Regions from separate parts of the Zea mays genome. Here regions 2 and 3 are each linked to region 1. A link is a contact called in public Hi-C data. All regions are on one chromosome and are shown on one strand. Each heading gives the region's core, a stretch centred on a gene start, on an enhancer-like site or on the middle of the called end of the contact. The rest is flanking DNA. Distances are from core to core; before and after follow the strand shown. Region 1 holds the start of LOC100382195. Region 2 holds the start of LOC100217071. Region 3 has its middle 30 kb from the start of LOC100217071.

Region 1 (2,642 bases), core at 47-2,546:
TACTTGGCTAGAATTTTGGGAGAGAGAAAAAAACAAAAATCCAAGATTGAACAATTATGATATCATGTTGTGTTTTTCCTTAAAAAATGCATAGTCCTTGTTTTTCTCTTTAGGATTTCATAAACATGACCACCTTATTCTCAACAGTTAATAATCCACCTTTCTGAGGCATTAAAGGCTCAAGGCCACCAAAATTCGAGGACAAAGCAATGGTACCTGGTGGTGTGTTCGCAGCAGGACCTTGCAGTTTGAGTGTATTTCTTGAACATGCAGCAATGCTTTGAAGAATTTGTCATCTATCTCCTCTTCCCGAAGTGCATTTATCTTTTAACCATTAATAAAAGAGCAATACATACAATCGTGAATGAATACATCGTGATGTCCGCCTTAAGACAAAATGGCATCAACATAGCAAACAAACATCATAATTCAATTAGTTTTGCTTGGATAAAAAAAGGACCTCTTCATTTGAAAGTTGGTAATCCCGCAGGAAGCATGACACAATTTCTTGCCTCTGAGTGATAACTTCAAGTTCCTGTTGCAACCTCTCTGTTGTACTGATGATGTCCCCAGTACTTGCACTACAACTGTTCAATGCTTCCTCGATCCTAATAACACAAATAAAAAGAATATAAACGAGTAGCAGCACACCCTTCTAAGTGGCCCACATCTCATACTCTCGTATATGCTAGTATTTAGTATCCTATGAGAATCAAAAAGCAAGCTATGATACCATACATTGGGATAGTTATATCTTATATCATTTTATATGGCATGGCAGCTTTTGATATTGTGATAAGATACAATAGACTAGGAATAGCTAAGTAGACCAGACAGCAGAGAACAGCACTAGGGCAATGAACAAAGCAACTCACTTCTTCCAGGAGTCGTTCAGCGCGTGCACCTCCCCCTCGACGCGATCCAGCGCCTGCATGAAGAAAGAGCAGAGCAAAGCAATCATCAAACAGGGCACAGCGGCTGCGTAAGGAGGGGCAGCTGACAACACCGCACCTTGTGGGCGGGGAGCGAGGCGTCGAGGAAGTGGCGATTGATGGCAAGTGCACGCTGCTCAATGGAGGATTTGAGATTGCGGCGCGCCTGCGGGGTGTTCTGGACGTAGAAAGTGGAGAGCGCGCCCAGCGAGGCCAGCAGATCCGGGTTATCCGTACGCGTCTCCAGCACCTTCTTCAACTTCCGGGACACCCCCGGAGCTAGCGCCGCCGCCATCCCGACCGCTGCCGTCACGGATTAGCGATCGTGATCTCTTTTCTCCGCCCCCGCCTTCCTCCGCCGGCGAGAAGGGGGTTTGGTAGTTCGGGATCTGAGAGGGCAGAGGAGTGAATATGGGTCGACGCCCCGACAGTAGTAGCCGGACGCGGGGAAGGCAAAGTTTCTGCGGTGCAGACCGTGTGCCGGTGTTGGGCTGTTGGCTGCATAGTTGGGCTAAATTATTATTACAGCCCATGTAATCTTGTTCGATCGATTAGGGGTGGATTGAACGAGATAGTGATAAGCTCAAGCTGATTCCGGTATTCTACCACTTTACCAACTCAACACGGAATGGAGAGTTCATGCGTTCTATTTATGCTTTGAGTATGTCGGGAACAGGCATTTACTTCATGTTATCACAATTGTGTCGCTCATTTACCCCATAACATTTATCCTGATAATTTCTTGTTTTCCTAAACCTTATTAAAAAAAGTCCATTTCCATAACTTGTTTCACTTTCGACAATAATCTATATCTATATCTATACTATACTTAAAGCACCAGTTTCAACGATCATCCCGCGTCATCTTTTTACAAATAATCTCTCACAACTATTTAGTTTCAACGGTCATCTTGCGTCATCTTTTTACAAATAACCTCTCACAGCTATTTCAAATTAATCTGTTGTACTCATATAGATGGTCAAACGGCGGTCCGGCACGAGCCAGACGCCCGCGGGCCACAACTCTGGCCCAGGCACGTCATGCCGGCCTGCTGACTGTGTCGGGCCAGCCCGTTAGCCCATTTAATAGCCCGTCGGCCCATTTAATTAAACCAGCGTAAAATGTTAAAAACGATGCATATGAGGTGGGGTTTGAACTCATGCCCTGATGGAATAAGGACAGGAGACACTGGGTGAAGCTGTCTAACCAGTAGAACATCATGCTCAGATATTTTAAAATCGAATAAAAATTGTATATATGTATATACGTTTTTGTAAAATAAAAAAATATAATCGTGTCGGGCCGGGCCAGCACTACGGGCCGAGGCTACAACCCAAGCACGGCACAGCGTTCTTGTCTCTTGCAATCATTAGGTCGTTTTTGAGACCACGTTGGAGCAATGGACTTCATAGTGTTTGAGGTTGCTGAATTGGATGGAGCAACAATGATTTGTCACACTAATAGTAAAATAAAAGATTATTTGTTAGTTTTAAACGTTAGTAATTGCTACGAAGTAGCATAGTTTATATGGAGCGCACCCAGTTTTTATTGATGACTGACTTTAGCAATCACCCCATATTTTGATCCATCTTTTTTATAAGTTTGAATTCATGTGACTTATTTTAGAAACTTGAGATCACAAACTTTCTCTTATTTGGTCTCTGTATGGTAGAATTATATCATTTTATAATCTTTATTCGTTCAGTCAGT
Region 2 (2,642 bases), core at 43-2,542, 160 kb after region 1:
ACAATTTGTAAAAAAAATATTCTTATCTATAATAATGTGCTTGATAACATAAAAAATCAACATCAAATTTCATATATATTTATTTTAAAATATTAAATTTGTTCAAACAATTTAGTTATTCACTTTCATCTCTATTGTATCAGCTGCGAAACAAAAACCAAACATTGGCTCTACTCCCCTAGCCTGGAGTTGAGATTTGCTACCAACTACGCTCTTTGGAGCTAGGTTGCAGGCTATGCTTGGGCCTTGGGACTATTATTGGTCTTGCGTTGTTGTTGTGTTCGTGTTGTCGTTTTGTAGATCAGGAGTTGTAACTGTTGCAAAGCCATTAGGCTGTCCACACTTGTGCACAGTAAAACCAACTGCAGTATCATTTTCAGTAAATATAACTACACTCATATACTGCATGTCCTAGCGCTTCCTTCCATTGGTACTCTCCAACCTCAACTGTAGAGTCTATGCCCCCGTTTGTTTCAGCTTTTTGGAGCTTCTGGCCACCAAAAGCTGCCGCGGACTGCCAAACGCTCAGCTTTTCAGTCAGCTTCTATAAAATTTATTTAAGTAAAAACCATTCATAATTAGCATAAACACATAATCGGTTGAGTCGTTGCAATAGTAGGAATCTGTCACTTTCTAGATCCTGAGTCCTATGGACACCTTTATCTTCCTCCACACGTAATCCTAATAATACTCAGATTCTCTACACAGCCAGATTCTCCCCACAGCTAGATTTTCAGAAAAGCTGGTCAGAAAAAAGCTGAACCAAACAGGCCCTATGCAGTTCTGCTGTATTACTCTCTCTCTCTCTCTTTCACGTTACTGCAGCCGAGACAAAAGAAAAGGAGATGGGTGATAGGGGCCCGCGGTGGGTATTTTTTATATATTGATAAAAAATATGGCTGTTTGTATATGGTTAAGATATAGAGTAGTTATGGATGTGAAAGTTTAGCTAATATATTTTAAAATGTTGATGACTATGCTATAATATTTTTTTAATTGCATATGACGAGTGCACAGTGAAAGTTCTCTTCAGTGTCCTCATATTTTTTTCTTTTAGGGCTAGTTTAGAAACTATATATTAGTATATTATCAAGGGATCTAAGAAAAAATAAACTAATTTTTTTAAAAAAATAAAAATTCTATAAAAATTGGAGTTGCTAAACTAGCCCTTATATTTTTTTAAAAAAAAATTGGAGCGGAGCGCGTTGAGTAACGACGAATCGACCCGCTCCTCCGCTCGCACTCCTGCAGCCGGCGGCAGCCAGGAGCCAGCCCACAGCCCCACACAGACGCGGATGCTCCGCACGCGCTTCCCTTCTCCATCTCCGTCCAAATCGCGATCAAATGCCACCGCGCGCATCGCTCCTCCTCCGCCGCCGCCTCTCCGCCCGCCCGCCTCACCGCGATCACCCCGAAGTCGCCGCGCTGCTAGGGGTCCTCAACTCGGCGCCGCCGTCCTCCACGTCGCTCTCACACGCGCTCTCCCGCGCCTTCCCGTCACCCTCCGACGCCTTCCCTCTCTGCAGGCTGCCTCACCTCCTCCCGCTGCTCCCCTCCCCTCTTCTCTCCCTCCGCTTTCTACTATGGCGCCTGACCCCATCCTCCCCGCTACCCTCCCAGCACGCTCTCTCCTCACTCGCCACCTCGCTCCCCGACCTCTCATACTCCGTGCCGCTCCTCCTCTCGTCCTCCCCACGGCCGCTCCAGCTCCCGCACTATGCCCTCCTCCTCAACATATCCGCTCACGCCAGTCTCTTCCCTGCCTCCCTCGCCGTCCTGCGCCACATGCGGTCCTTCGACCTCGTGCCCAGCGCCGCCTGCTTCCACCACGCCCTCCGCGCGGCGGGCTCCGCCAGCGATGTCTCGGCAGTGCTTGAGATAATGTCTGCGTCCGGCGCTTGTCCAACCGTGCCCGTGATCGTGGCCGCTGTGCATAAATTGGCGTCGGCGGGGGAATTCGAAGTCGCCTACCGGCTGATCGATAAAATGCCGGAGTTCGGGTGTGTGCCCAATGCTGTGGTTTACACGGCAGTGCTCGATGGGATGTGCAGTTTCGGGAACGTGGATGCGGCGTTGAGGCTGATGAAGGCGATGGAGGGTAGTGAGTTTGGTGCAAACTGTGCACCCACCGTGGTGACCTATACGTGTTTGGTGAAATGCCTCTGCGGGAAGGGGAGGGCGGTCGAGGCTCTCGCTGTGCTGGATAGGATGACAGAGAGACGGGTGATGCCAAACCGTGTTTTTATGCGGACGCTGGTTGAAGGGTTTTGCACTGAGCAGAGGGTTGTCGACGCGTATGATGTGGTGGAGCGTGTAATTGGTGATGGGAGTGTTTCGAGTACACAGTGCTACAATGTTCTACTCGTTTCCTTGTGGAAGGTTGGCATGGGAGAAGAAGCTGAAGGACTGGCACGGATGATGATGACGAAAGGGGTGCAGCTGACCCCACTCGCTGGCAGTTGTATGGTGAGGGAACTGTGCATAAGGAAGAGATCGTTGGATGCTTGCTACTGGCTGGGAGTGATAGAGGAGAACGGGGTGCTGTGTGACTCTGATGTGTATGGTACCTTGTTGCTTGGGCTGTGTGAGGAAGGCCACATTCATGAGGCATCAACATTGGGAAGGAAGGTTGTCGACAGGGG
Region 3 (2,642 bases), core at 80-2,579, 130 kb after region 1:
TCGACATCCTCCATTGCCAATGCATGCAATCAATACTTTCTAGCATACCTGGAAAGCCACACTCTTCTTATTTTGCTAGTAGACACTGAGTATCTGCGACATTTGATTGATGATAGAACTCCTCCCCATAACAGTGATTGATACCCTCACATGGACATTCCTTAGGTCAAGTTCATCTGGGATTCTTATTATGTTTGAAAGGCCCCTCACTTCTGCAAACAGAAAGGACCCCCTTGGTGGAAGGATATCTCTAGGCTTAATCCTTCATACAGGGAAGTTGTTAGAAGTTTTATTGGAAATGGACATTCTACCTCTTTCTAGAATGATAATTGGACTGAAGAGGTGCTCAGGTCTAAATATCCCAACCTAGAATCATTTATCTCTGCCCCTTGTTTATCGGTTAAAAAAAGTCTTTGATGCTTCAGATCTATCATCTATATTCAATCTTCCTCTATCTACCTAGGCTCTTAATGAATTGGAAGACCTAGATTTATTGGATGGTCATGAGTTTAATGATAATCATGATGACAATTGAGCAATGGTTTCTGGTGGTGTAGTTTACTCTGTTAAAAATATTATAAGGGTAAATTTGATACCTCCTGGGTCTCAGAGATTTTCGCTAATTTATGGAAGTGCAAATCACGATGAGATTTAAGTTCTTTGACGAGCTTATGTTCATTAACAGACTCAACATTAAGGCCATTCTCTTAGGAAAACTTTGCTTTCAGATCAGCTATATCAACGTGTAACACCCAAAATCCTAACTTGTGATTTAAGGAAATCCTTTAATAAAAAATAATGATAATCAAAATAAAATACCCTTGATAAATAATTAAAACTTTAGAGTTCACCCCTTTCTAAAAAGTAAATGGTTATAATAAAATAATGTTAGCTAAATCATATCTTGATAAAGATTTAGACAATTGAAAATGTGTTCTATCAAAACAAAGGAACCATAATTTAAAATTTGAATTTAAATTATAAATGAAAATAAAAAATAAAAAATGAGTAAAAAGAAAGGGAATAGGGTCATTATTCCTTCCATAATTACATAATAGGAAGGAGAATAAATAATAATATTGCAAATAATAGGATGTATATTTACATTAGGATTATATTTGAGATTGGAAATCTGAAATTCAAAACAGAAATTTGAATTTGGCTTGAATATTTGAATTTGGAAAAGAAAGGGAAAAGAGAGCTAGACGGGCCCTAATTCGCGTTTTCGGCCCATTTCGCCTTTCTCTCCACGCAGCCCGCCACCTGCTGATGCGCTGACAACAGGACCCCGCCCGTCAGCCCTTCACCCTGCGAACACAGCTCAACCATCATCCAACGCGCCAGGCTTTGTGTCTCTATCACGTGGGTCCCACCGGATCAGCTCATCAACCTCACAACAGAACTGGACGAACTCGTGCACGCGCGGATCTTGGGATTTGGTTGTGGAATCCGTCCTGGGTCCTAGGGTTCAGATCTTGGACATGAGTATACATGCGGTCGCCAGGTGCTCCTCATCCATCTCACGCTAATCCCAAAGATTCTACGTTAGCGTGCTCGGAGCGGGGGGAAGGGGTACTTCTCGCCGGAGTTGAGGGACACCACGCCATACTTGGATTGTGCGGTAGTTTGGCGCCTAGATTGGAGTCGGGATCTTCATCACGATATCGCGCTCATAGTGGTGACAACTAGGGAGACCGGGAGCCATCGGGGTGCCCGTAATTCCTCGCCATTGCCCGGACTTGGCCGCGGATTTGCATGGTGTGTGGACAACTATTTCCCGTTGCCGAATCTCAGGTGAGTCCTTCCCCACTCGGATACCTTTAGCCTAGTAATCATGTAGGATCGATCTGGGGGTCTATTGGTGTGGTGTCGCTCTAGGACGGGTCTCCAGTGTGCGTACGCCGCGCAGGCTCTATTCCGCCGTTTGGTGTGGCTGGAGGATGAAGATGACCACGCCATCGTCGATCGTATATTCAACTGTTTAAATTAGGTCTAGCCATCGGATGTGGTCGGGTGAATCTGAGCCATCGATTGCGAGACGTGTGGCTGTGATTGCACGCTGATTTATAAGGAGGACCGGGGACCGTTTGATCCGCAACGGATGGTAGAGATTAGAAGTTAACGTTTCTGTACGCTGTGATCAGATCAGGGCCGTCGAGTTAGATCGGTGCGGCTCTGGGCGTCTGCATGTCATGACCATAGATCCATGATCCTAGGTGTAAATCGCATATCGGTTCATAATAATGCAGATCTAATCTTGACCATCCGATATAGATCAGACCGCTAGGATCACAAGATAACCCTTCGGTCGGATAGTTTTTAAAAGAGCCCCTAGGGTTGTTATATATCAACCCATAGTCCACTGCTGTGTAAAAGTAATTCCACATAGGCCCTGGATTTTGCAGATTTGACCCTAGGGAACTCCAGAATTTGGCAGCAGCCCATATAGTAAATAAAATGAGATAAATTAATGCTGAAAATAATTTTTAGTATATAAATAATTCTAGAAACTTGTTTAATTCATAAGTGATTCGTTTTAACTCTTGTTTGATCCATTCCAGTTCCATTAAATTCACATTAATATTGTTTATCATCTAGCAACTTTATTTTGTTATGAAACATATGGTAAAATTTTGCACTTA

Evidence for each region. Hi-C and Micro-C count contacts between places; a contact is called where the count stands out from the background.
Region 2: a contact with region 1 is called in a Hi-C map of endosperm, with 2.9 times the contacts expected there. The contact joins the promoter of LOC100217071 here to the promoter of LOC100382195 in region 1. A contact is called at or near these places in 6 of 25 Hi-C or Micro-C datasets (ear, endosperm, leaf and 2 more) and 1 of 3 datasets of contacts at active chromatin or transcription factors (leaf).
Region 3: a Hi-C map of endosperm shows a contact between it and region 1, with 2.3 times the contacts expected there. The contact joins the enhancer-like site here to the promoter of LOC100382195 in region 1. A contact is called at or near these places in 2 of 25 Hi-C or Micro-C datasets (endosperm and leaf).

Annotation. Positions count from the first base shown.
Region 1 is chr1:28,748,360-28,751,001 of Zm-B73-REFERENCE-NAM-5.0, reverse strand. It overlaps LOC100382195, which reads right to left and starts at 1,296. Exons shown (of 11, transcript NM_001174954.1): 1 at 1,012-1,296; 2 at 876-928; 3 at 461-608; 4 at 217-324. The coding sequence starts at 1,227.
Region 2 is chr1:28,588,252-28,590,893 of Zm-B73-REFERENCE-NAM-5.0, reverse strand. It overlaps LOC100217071, which reads left to right and starts at 1,292. Exons shown (of 1, transcript NM_001143441.2): 1 at 1,292-2,642. The coding sequence starts at 1,345.
Region 3 is chr1:28,618,253-28,620,894 of Zm-B73-REFERENCE-NAM-5.0, reverse strand. No RefSeq gene overlaps it. Among protein-coding and RNA genes, the nearest start is that of LOC100217071, 30 kb to the right of the region's middle. Within about 2 kb of position 1,329, at least 18 of the 20 cell types and tissues checked have an H3K27ac peak or open chromatin away from gene starts, as enhancers often do. A contact at or near this core is called in endosperm and leaf, where this site is marked.